Linked DNA regions of Mus musculus: regions 1 and 2 are each linked to region 3. The links are chromatin contacts, called in public ChIA-PET and Hi-C maps. All regions are on one chromosome and are shown on one strand. The core of a region is the stretch at or near the end of the contact, and the rest is flanking DNA. Distances in the headings are between cores, read along the strand shown. Region 1 overlaps Spag1 (sperm associated antigen 1). Region 2 overlaps Grhl2 (grainyhead like transcription factor 2). Region 3 overlaps Ywhaz (tyrosine 3-monooxygenase/tryptophan 5-monooxygenase activation protein, zeta polypeptide).

Region 1 (2,700 bases), core at 148-2,647, 570 kb before region 3:
AGCTCTTTTTAACAGATAATTGGGATTATAAATCAAACTTTGGAAGGGAAGCCAGGAGTCATGTCTCACACTTGTAATCCCAGCAATTTGGAGATGGAGGCAGTGGGATTAGGAGCTGAAGGTTATCCTAAGCTTCAGAGTTTGAGGCCAGCATGGGCTCCATTAAATTCTGACTCAGAAAAACCAAACCAGACATTTTAAACTAGGGAAACCTTTTTACCTGTGAAGATATTGTTTATAGTATTTAATTTTTTAAGGAACTTAAACCATGTGTGTGTATGTGTGTGCCACATGTTTGTGCATGAGTATGCATGTGTGTGTCACATGTGTGTGCATGTGTAGCACATGTGAATGCCTGAAGATCTGGGGTTATGGGTGGTTGTGAGTTGCCTTCCGTGGGTGCTGGAATCAGGCCCAGGTCCTAACAGCTAAGCCATCTCTCCAGTCCAAGATCTGAAAACAATGTGTTTGTGTATGTGTGTGTCTGTGTATGGATGTCTAGTACCTAAGGAGGCCAGAAGAAGGTATCAGACCCCCTGGAGCTGGGGTAACAGGCGGTTGTGAAGCCTTCCTATGTGGGTGCTAAGAACTCTGGTCCTCTACAAGAACAGCAGTGGGTTTAGCCGCTGACTGACTCTCCAGTCTGAAGATAAACTTTTTTGTATCTCTGGAGAGGCAGTGTTTTCCAGAGGTTGTTTGCGCAATCACTCTTGGGAAGTTTGGGGGTATGCATGAGGCTCTGGGCCCCTCGTTCCTCAGCTTCTCCACATTTTAGTTTGCAGGCTCCATGTGAGATAAAGAAGCTATCATGCCTAAGCAAAACTGGGAGAAACAATGTTTTAAAAAGTGGAGATTTTTGCATAATTGTTTATCAGCCAAAAGAAAACAAACAAATAACAACAAGAAACACCCCAAACCACATCATACTTCTGTTGTCAGAAGAACTCTTGAAGTTGTTGGAAACATGGGCGCTCACAAGTGCACGCACACACACGTACGGACACACACACACACACACGTACGGACACACACGTACGGACACACACACGTACGGACACACACACACACACACACACACGTACGGACACACACACACACACACACGTACGGACACACACACACACACACACACGTACGGACACACACGTACGGACACACACACACACACGTACGGACACACACGTACGGACACACACACACACACACACACACACACACACACACACACACGTACGGACACACACACGCGTACGGACACACACACGTACGGACACACACACACACACACACACACACACACACACACGTACGGACAGCTTCCTATTTAGAGTATCTAGAGAGGCTAAAGTTGCCTAGTCATTCTCCGCCTCTGTGTGTTTTTGCCAACTTCTGACAGACTTGCCCACAGGAAACGCCTGAGGGTCACAGCCGGCTTCCTGGTGAGCTCTTTGATGCCCAACACCTGTCTGTGGTTGTGGTTGGAGACTGTTTTCTTCAATGGCATTTCCATTCGCAGGCTCACACTCATTTTCAAGATGTAGTCAAAGAATGAAAACCCTAACCCTTCATTTCCTATGTTAGGAAGTACTAAGAGTTTTGTGTCCCATTTTGTCAATTTAGATTCCAAGCTTGGGCCATCTTGATTGGCCCTGTGGTATCTTGAGCAATGAAAGCAGCCTGGGATGGAGGTGATGCAGGTGTGGCGGGGAACACCTCCACACTCTCTGGCCTCGCAGATAAAATTTATATGTAGTGATACTGAAAGTGCAAGATGAAAACTCATGACTCATAAACAGTTGTATGCTTAGTCCCAGGTTCTCTTCTGGTTTGTTGCTGATACCCTTTTTATAATCAATAGAAATGAACCATAGATAGTGTTAGAAAGTTGATAAAAAAAACCATGCAAGTTCTTGTGGTTTAGTAGTAAGGCACCTTGTTAAATATATGGATACGATTAAGAATGTGTGTGTATGTGTGTGGGCTGGAGAGATGGCTCAGTGGATAAGAGCACTGACTGCTCTTCCAAAGGTCCTGAGTTCAAATCCCAGCAACCACGTGATGGCTCACAACCACCCACAATGAGATCTGATGCCCTCTTTTGGTGTGTCTAAAGACAGCTACAGTGTACTTACATATAACAATAAATAAATCTTTAAAAAAAAAAAGAATGTGTGTGTGTTATGTGTGTGTCTGTGTCTCTGTGCGTGTGTTGTGTATGTGTGTGTTGCGTGTGTGTCTGTGTCTCTGTGTGTGTTATGTGTGTGTGTCTGTGTGTGTAGGCCAGCGCTCAGCATCTTCCACAGCCACTCCCCATTTTATTGTTTAAGACTAAGACATTCACTGACCTCGGAACTGCCAGCTTAAGGACCCCCTCAGACTGGCCAGTGAGCCCCAGCAAATCTGTCTCCACCTCTTAAGCTCGGCATAGCAGGCAGATATGTGTGCTTGCTTTTATGTGGTGCAGGGAGCCTCAGGTCCATTTCCTTAGCTGTGAGACTTTTATTTCTAAACTCACACCTCATTGTGGCCCGAAGACAGTAGAATGCTTTCTAGTCGGTGGGTTCAAGGACAATATGATAGCTGTTTAACTTTGGGTTTGTCTTTCTGATAGATTGCCAGGACCCCAGGGTGAAATATCAGGTGTGATGCATAGGGGTCCAGCACTGCAGTCTGCATTGCTAAATACAAATTAACGGATCC
Region 2 (2,700 bases), core at 50-2,549, 550 kb after region 3:
CTCATCTGGGTGAAACATGGAACCCCTTCAAAAGTCACGGTGCTTCTGTTGATGACAAGTCCACACTGAGTCCTAGCCTTGGTCAAAACTGGGACTGTCCTATAAGAGTCAATGTGAACAAAAGTATATCTCATTCTTTTTAATTCAAACCAAACCATTCGTATATCCTTAGTGCAAACCAGCTCATATTTATCCATGTGTTTGAATAGATTCAAATCTTTTTTATATAGTTGGAATTTGACACTTTATGTGTCAAATGCTTGAAATATGTTCAGCAATTTTGACTTTGCCTTTTGACTTCCTTTCTTCTTTTCCCTTTTTCCTTTCTTTTCCTTTCTTGCCCAGAGAGGAATGCATTTTATTTTGCCAAATGTGTTTTCTCTGACAGTGTCAGGCCATTTCTGAAGGTTGCTTTATGCATCACTGTTCCCTGAGTAGCTACTGCAGGGAAAGGGATTGCTAACATGGACCAAGACCTAGGGAAGAAGCTTGTCCCATGAATGTCACCTGTCTAGGCATTGTGGGTAATTCTCCTGAAGCCAAGAGAGAAAGCAAGAGGAATCTGCTGGGATGGGATGTCTCTGACTGGGAGACAGAGGAAAATAAGTTAACAAATGGCCCAAAAGAAAGATGAGCAGCGAATGGTGCAAGTGCCCAGACAGCTGATCAGTAATTGAAGCAGGATTATAACTTTATGGAACTATATTAAAAAGTCAGTTTATGGGCTGGATAGATAGCCCAGTGGTTAAGAGCACTACTGCTCTTCCAGAGGTCCTGAGTTCAAATCCCAGCAACCACACGGTGGCTCACAACCATCTGTAATGAGATCTGCTGCCCTCTTCTGGTGTGTCTGAAGACAGCTATAGTGTACTTACATACAATAAATAAATAATTCTTAGGAAAAAAGTCAATTTACAAAGAACAGAAGTCGATGCATGTGTCTTCTGTGTGGTAGGCACATAGGAGAATATCAATACTTTCATGTGCTGAGCAATCCCTCATCTTTGTGTGAGCACCACTTAAAGAGGAATGCCCTTTCTTCCTGTGGTGATTTTTTTCTTTAAGTTCATAACCATATGCAGAGGAAAACTTGCACAGGAAAAGGTCATTCTATTAATAGCACTGATAATAACTATTAATAGTTATTCAGCAGGAGACACTGAGTTAGAGAACTCAGCCTGTTCTTTCCTCATGGATTTAAAAATCAAGTTCATGAAATAGGCAGAGACAGGAAGAGGAGGTGATCTGGGTGAGTTAACATCGCTCCAAGGTCAAAGCGCTGCACACAGATCTGTGTGTGTTCTCACTGCGCTGCAGGGAGGGAGGAAGCCGAGGCTTCCCTCGTTCTACTTCCCACCTTCATGGCATGTGAGCGTGTACATGTGTGTTTGTGGGCATGCTCATGTAGATGCATGTATGTGTGTGTGCCTCAATGTGTGTGTGCATATGTTGTGTGTGTGCATATGTTGTGTGTGTGTGTTCACGCGAGAGCGTGTGACAATATTCTTGGATTCATGGATTTTGGCTAAGATGAGGCCGGTAGCTGAGAGTTCTCACGCGTGCGTAACCCCGTTCGTGCGTGGGCTTTGTGTTTGCATCCTCTGAGAATATACCTTGGTTGGTCTCTCTTTGTTTTCCCGATCAGGGAGCAGAAAGAAAAATCCGGGATGAAGAGAGAAAGCAGAACAGGAAGAAAGGGAAGGGCCAGGCCTCTCAAGCCCAGTGCAACAACTGTGAGTCACCCCCTCCCCCATACTGTGCTAAGTGGGGGGACTGCAGCCAGCAGGGTCCTTCGAGAAGACAGATAGAAAGAAGCAGGCTGTAGGGGAAGGTGCAGATGCCTAAGGTGCATGCTCTCGTTCAGGGGCAGGGGAACCTCCACATGGAGCACAAACAGAAGTCTCCAGGGTCCACACAGGTCAGCAGGAAGTGGAGGAAGCTTCAGTCCACGTTGAATGGATTCTCCTAGGATCCCATGTATTTTTTGTTTGCTTGGGCCTGAGGAAGGACTTTTAAAGCATAATCACGTCTAGGGTGCTGAGAAAGCTTTGAGGGAGAATCATGGATTTTGGCTAAGATGAGGCCGGTAGCTGAGAGTTCTCACGCGTGCGTAACCCCGTTCGTGCGTGGGCTTTGTGTTTGCATCCAGCCTCTGATGGGAAGATGGCCGCCATACCGTTACAGAAGAAGAGTGACATCACGTACTTCAAAACCATGCCCGACCTGCACTCACAGCCTGTGCTCTTCATACCAGATGTTCACTTTGCAAACCTACAGAGGACCGGACAGGTAAGACTCCTGCTCTCACACCCTCCCGGCCAACAGAGCAGACTACAACTCTCCTTCGAGTTTAGTGGCAGAGCAAAGTCAGTATTGTTCCATACAAAAGTAGATTTTTACAGAAACGACTGTCTTGGGAGAGAATACTGGGACTCTAAGGCAAAGAAAGGTGTAAGCTGTTATTAGAAAATTGTTGACAACACCAAGGGAGAAAGCGCATCATAGTTTTCTGTCAAGCCGACTCTATCGGTTCACATACTGCCACCTTGTGGTGAGAGAGAACTGTATCAATAACTTCATACATTGGCCCAATGGAGAGAAACGAAGATCTTGCAAACAAATGTTTCTTTAGTAAATGTAAAACTTTCGTTGAATGGATAAATCATTTCTCATCCAGAGGAAAATGAGAATATTGGATAT
Region 3 (2,700 bases), core at 26-2,525:
CCTACAGGATTTACCATCATTTCTAGTTCTCTTAAAATCTTAACTAGAAAGCTAAGCTATGAATTTAACCTATCCACTGTTTCTGAGTTTTAAGTCTTTTACTCCCCCTTGTGGCTGAAGGGGTGAGTGCTTACAAACTGTAACCTCAGTTGCTCCAAACTAACCATTTAGTAAAGTGTTCATAAAACATGTTAACAATGCTTCCTATGGCAACACTGAATGTTGTGTGTGAGGTCTCATGGACAGCTGCTACCTTTAAAGATCTGACATGAGGAAATGAAGAAGGTGACAGAGGGTGACTAACTCCAATGCATTCCCAACAATAAGCACATAGCAGACCGTCACTACATGTCAACCAACAAGGGCGCTGATAGAGTAGTTCCTTGGGCAGCACCCTAAAATACCACAAAAAGGAGTTTATGCCAAAAATTTAATAAGCAAAGCATCTTTACAAAATTGAATGCTTGATGGAATGCATTTAGGTGTTTCTGACCAGTTGGTGGTGGAGGGAGACACAGAGACGACCTCTGAATGGAAGTTACCATGATCATCTATTCAGGGTCACTGGGCCCAGGGTAAACACTGGGAAAAAACAGAACTGGGAGGAACTACTGCTAAACAACCCTGTGGTGGCTTTGCACTAAAGCAGGATTTCTATTTAAGAACAGCCTGGGCTACAGAATGAGAGCCTGCCTCAAAATAACTAACCAACTAACTATAAGGCAAACCTTTACTACTAATCAATATAGGTAAAACCAGACACCAACTCACCAAGCAGTTCTTGATAAAGTATTCTGACACCCTCCTCTGCAAGGTCCCTTTTGCAAACAGCATAACCATGGGCCTCATAAAACAAGGTCCCATTACCAAGCACTTACTTCATCATAAAGCTGTGTGCGCGGACAGAACAGGGGTCAACTTGAGGTGTCTTCCACCTCTTTCTTCCTTTCTTTCCTTCTTTCTGTAACAGGGTCTGTCAACAGACCTGGACCCCAGCTGAGTTGGGTGGCTTGGCCAGTGACCTTCAGGAATCTGTCTGACTCTTCCACCCCAGGAGAGGTCTACAGTCCAGTAGGAGCTGGGGATCTGAATTTGGGTCTTCCTGCTTACATAGCACGTGTTTTATCAACTGAGTCATCTCTCCAGCACCATTTTAAATGTTTGTCTTCAGTTTCTTTTTACAGTTTCATTTTCAGAGCCAAGGTTTTACCACATATAGCTCAAACTGACCTCAAATTTGTTATTTCCTGCTTGGGGTGCTGGGATTACAGGAACACGGCACCTAACATATGACCTTTGTTTGTTTGATTGATGCTTGACAGTCTCTTTGTCCCAGGCTCTAGCCTTGAAACTAGCTCCAAGACACAGGCTGTCCAACTTCTGGCCCTTCAGCCATCACCCACAGAGGTCCATGCCAGGATTACAGCTACTATGCCCTTTATGCTGGGGCTGAGGGTGGTACCCAAGTGCATTTCTTTCATCAAATGAGCCGCATCCTCAACCCAACACTTTAACAGTGTTTATAACCTGCACACATTAGTCTGTAAATTCCCAGCTCTTCCCCCATCAAATCTTTAAAAAAATGTTGAAGCAGCTTCCCCTGCCTTACTTCTATTTGTGTACAAGTCATTTTCCTCTCTAGTTGAGACTTAGAAGCAGAAGATTTTTATATCTTCTTTTCTATGACACAGGGTTTACAAAATAATGGGCAGTCACTCAATAAATATTAACTATAGGGCCGTTAAGTCTGCGCAACTATCCTAACTTTCACTCCTTACCATAAAAATCCACACAGAAATGTCCTCTGTGGGGCATATCATTATCTTTGTGATATGATTAAAGAGTCTGATGATAATGCTCTCAGATGAGAGCTAAGGACAACTGGAAGGAGAGCCATTACGGAAAAAGAGCATGGTTCCAAGTATGTGAATCCTTAACTGTAACTAAAGTTGTTTATTCTGCCAAAACAACTGGCCTCTGGGTTGACTGGGATCCAAGCATGTCACTTTAAACTGAGCTACGATTCTTATTAGCTTTAAATTTATTTTGCATACAGATATTCTGCCTGCCTACATGTTGTACACATGTACACTTGGTGCCAGCAGAGACCAAGAAAAGGTGTCAGATCCTCTAGGTCTGGAATTACAGAGAGTTCTGAGCTACCATGTAGATGACAGTAATGTACTTGAGTTTCATTACCTGAGTCCTCTTGAAGATTAGCCAGTGAGTGGCTCTTAACTGTTGAGAAAAGATCAAGCCCAAGTCAATGACCAGCTAGCCACAGCACTAAAAAACTCTTTTCATGGCTAGAGAGAGATGGCTCAGAGCACTTGTTTTTACAGAGAACCTGACTTGTCCCCCACGGCCCACATGGTAGCTCACAACTGGAGTCCCAGGAAATCCAATATCCTCATCTGGCTTCTTTTGGCACAGACAAATGTGGTACAGGCAGGACATTATACAAACAAAATACTAAGTCTTTTTTTTTTAAAGAGATATTATAATTTTTGGCCATCAAGACAGAGCTGGGTGTAGTGTATCACATGCCTTGATATCTAAAATAATCTGAGGTCAGCCAGGCATACAGCCAGACCTTGTCTTAAAAAAACAAAACACTTATATGAGGTCAGCTAGATGGCTCAGAGGGACAAAGGTGTTTGACAGCAAGCCTGAGCACAGGGCTCTAAAAGGGGTGGGAAA

The links. Hi-C and Micro-C count contacts between places; a contact is called where the count stands out from the background. ChIA-PET counts read pairs in DNA pulled down with a chosen protein or histone mark.
Region 1: an RNA polymerase II ChIA-PET map of memory CD8 T cells shows a contact between it and region 3, with 137 read pairs. The contact joins two enhancer-like sites. A contact is called at or near these places in 1 of 39 promoter capture datasets (the HPC-7 cell line) and 3 of 115 datasets of contacts at active chromatin or transcription factors (double positive thymocytes, effector CD8 T cells and memory CD8 T cells).
Region 2: a contact with region 3 is called in a Hi-C map of the G1E-ER4 cell line, with 6 times the contacts expected there. The contact joins two enhancer-like sites. A contact is called at or near these places in 5 of 39 promoter capture datasets (the 3T3-L1 cell line, 3T3-L1-derived adipocytes, hippocampal neurons and 1 more), 2 of 484 Hi-C or Micro-C datasets (the G1E-ER4 cell line and the N1E-115 cell line) and 7 of 115 datasets of contacts at active chromatin or transcription factors (the SCID.adh cell line, SST interneurons, astrocytes and 4 more).

What each region holds. Positions count from the first base shown.
Region 1 is chr15:36,213,429-36,216,128 of GRCm38.p6, forward strand. All of the region lies in intron 13 of Spag1 (sperm associated antigen 1), which reads left to right. Among named protein-coding and RNA genes, the nearest start is that of Gm41293, 3.7 kb to the left of the region's middle. Within about 2 kb of position 1,398, at least 84 of the 459 cell types and tissues checked have an H3K27ac peak or open chromatin away from gene starts, as enhancers often do. A contact at or near this core is called in effector CD8 T cells and memory CD8 T cells, where this site is marked.
Region 2 is chr15:37,334,057-37,336,756 of GRCm38.p6, forward strand. Grhl2 (grainyhead like transcription factor 2) reads left to right here. Exons shown (of 16, transcript NM_026496.4): 10 at 1,646-1,733; 11 at 2,150-2,289. Among named protein-coding and RNA genes, the nearest start is that of 4930447A16Rik, 90 kb to the right of the region's middle. Within about 2 kb of position 1,300, at least 3 of the 459 cell types and tissues checked have an H3K27ac peak or open chromatin away from gene starts, as enhancers often do. A contact at or near this core is called in the G1E-ER4 cell line, where this site is marked.
Region 3 is chr15:36,781,011-36,783,710 of GRCm38.p6, forward strand. All of the region lies in intron 3 of Ywhaz (tyrosine 3-monooxygenase/tryptophan 5-monooxygenase activation protein, zeta polypeptide), which reads right to left. Among named protein-coding and RNA genes, the nearest start is that of Ywhaz, 12 kb to the right of the region's middle. Within about 2 kb of position 1,276, at least 76 of the 459 cell types and tissues checked have an H3K27ac peak or open chromatin away from gene starts, as enhancers often do. A contact at or near this core is called in the G1E-ER4 cell line, effector CD8 T cells and memory CD8 T cells, where this site is marked.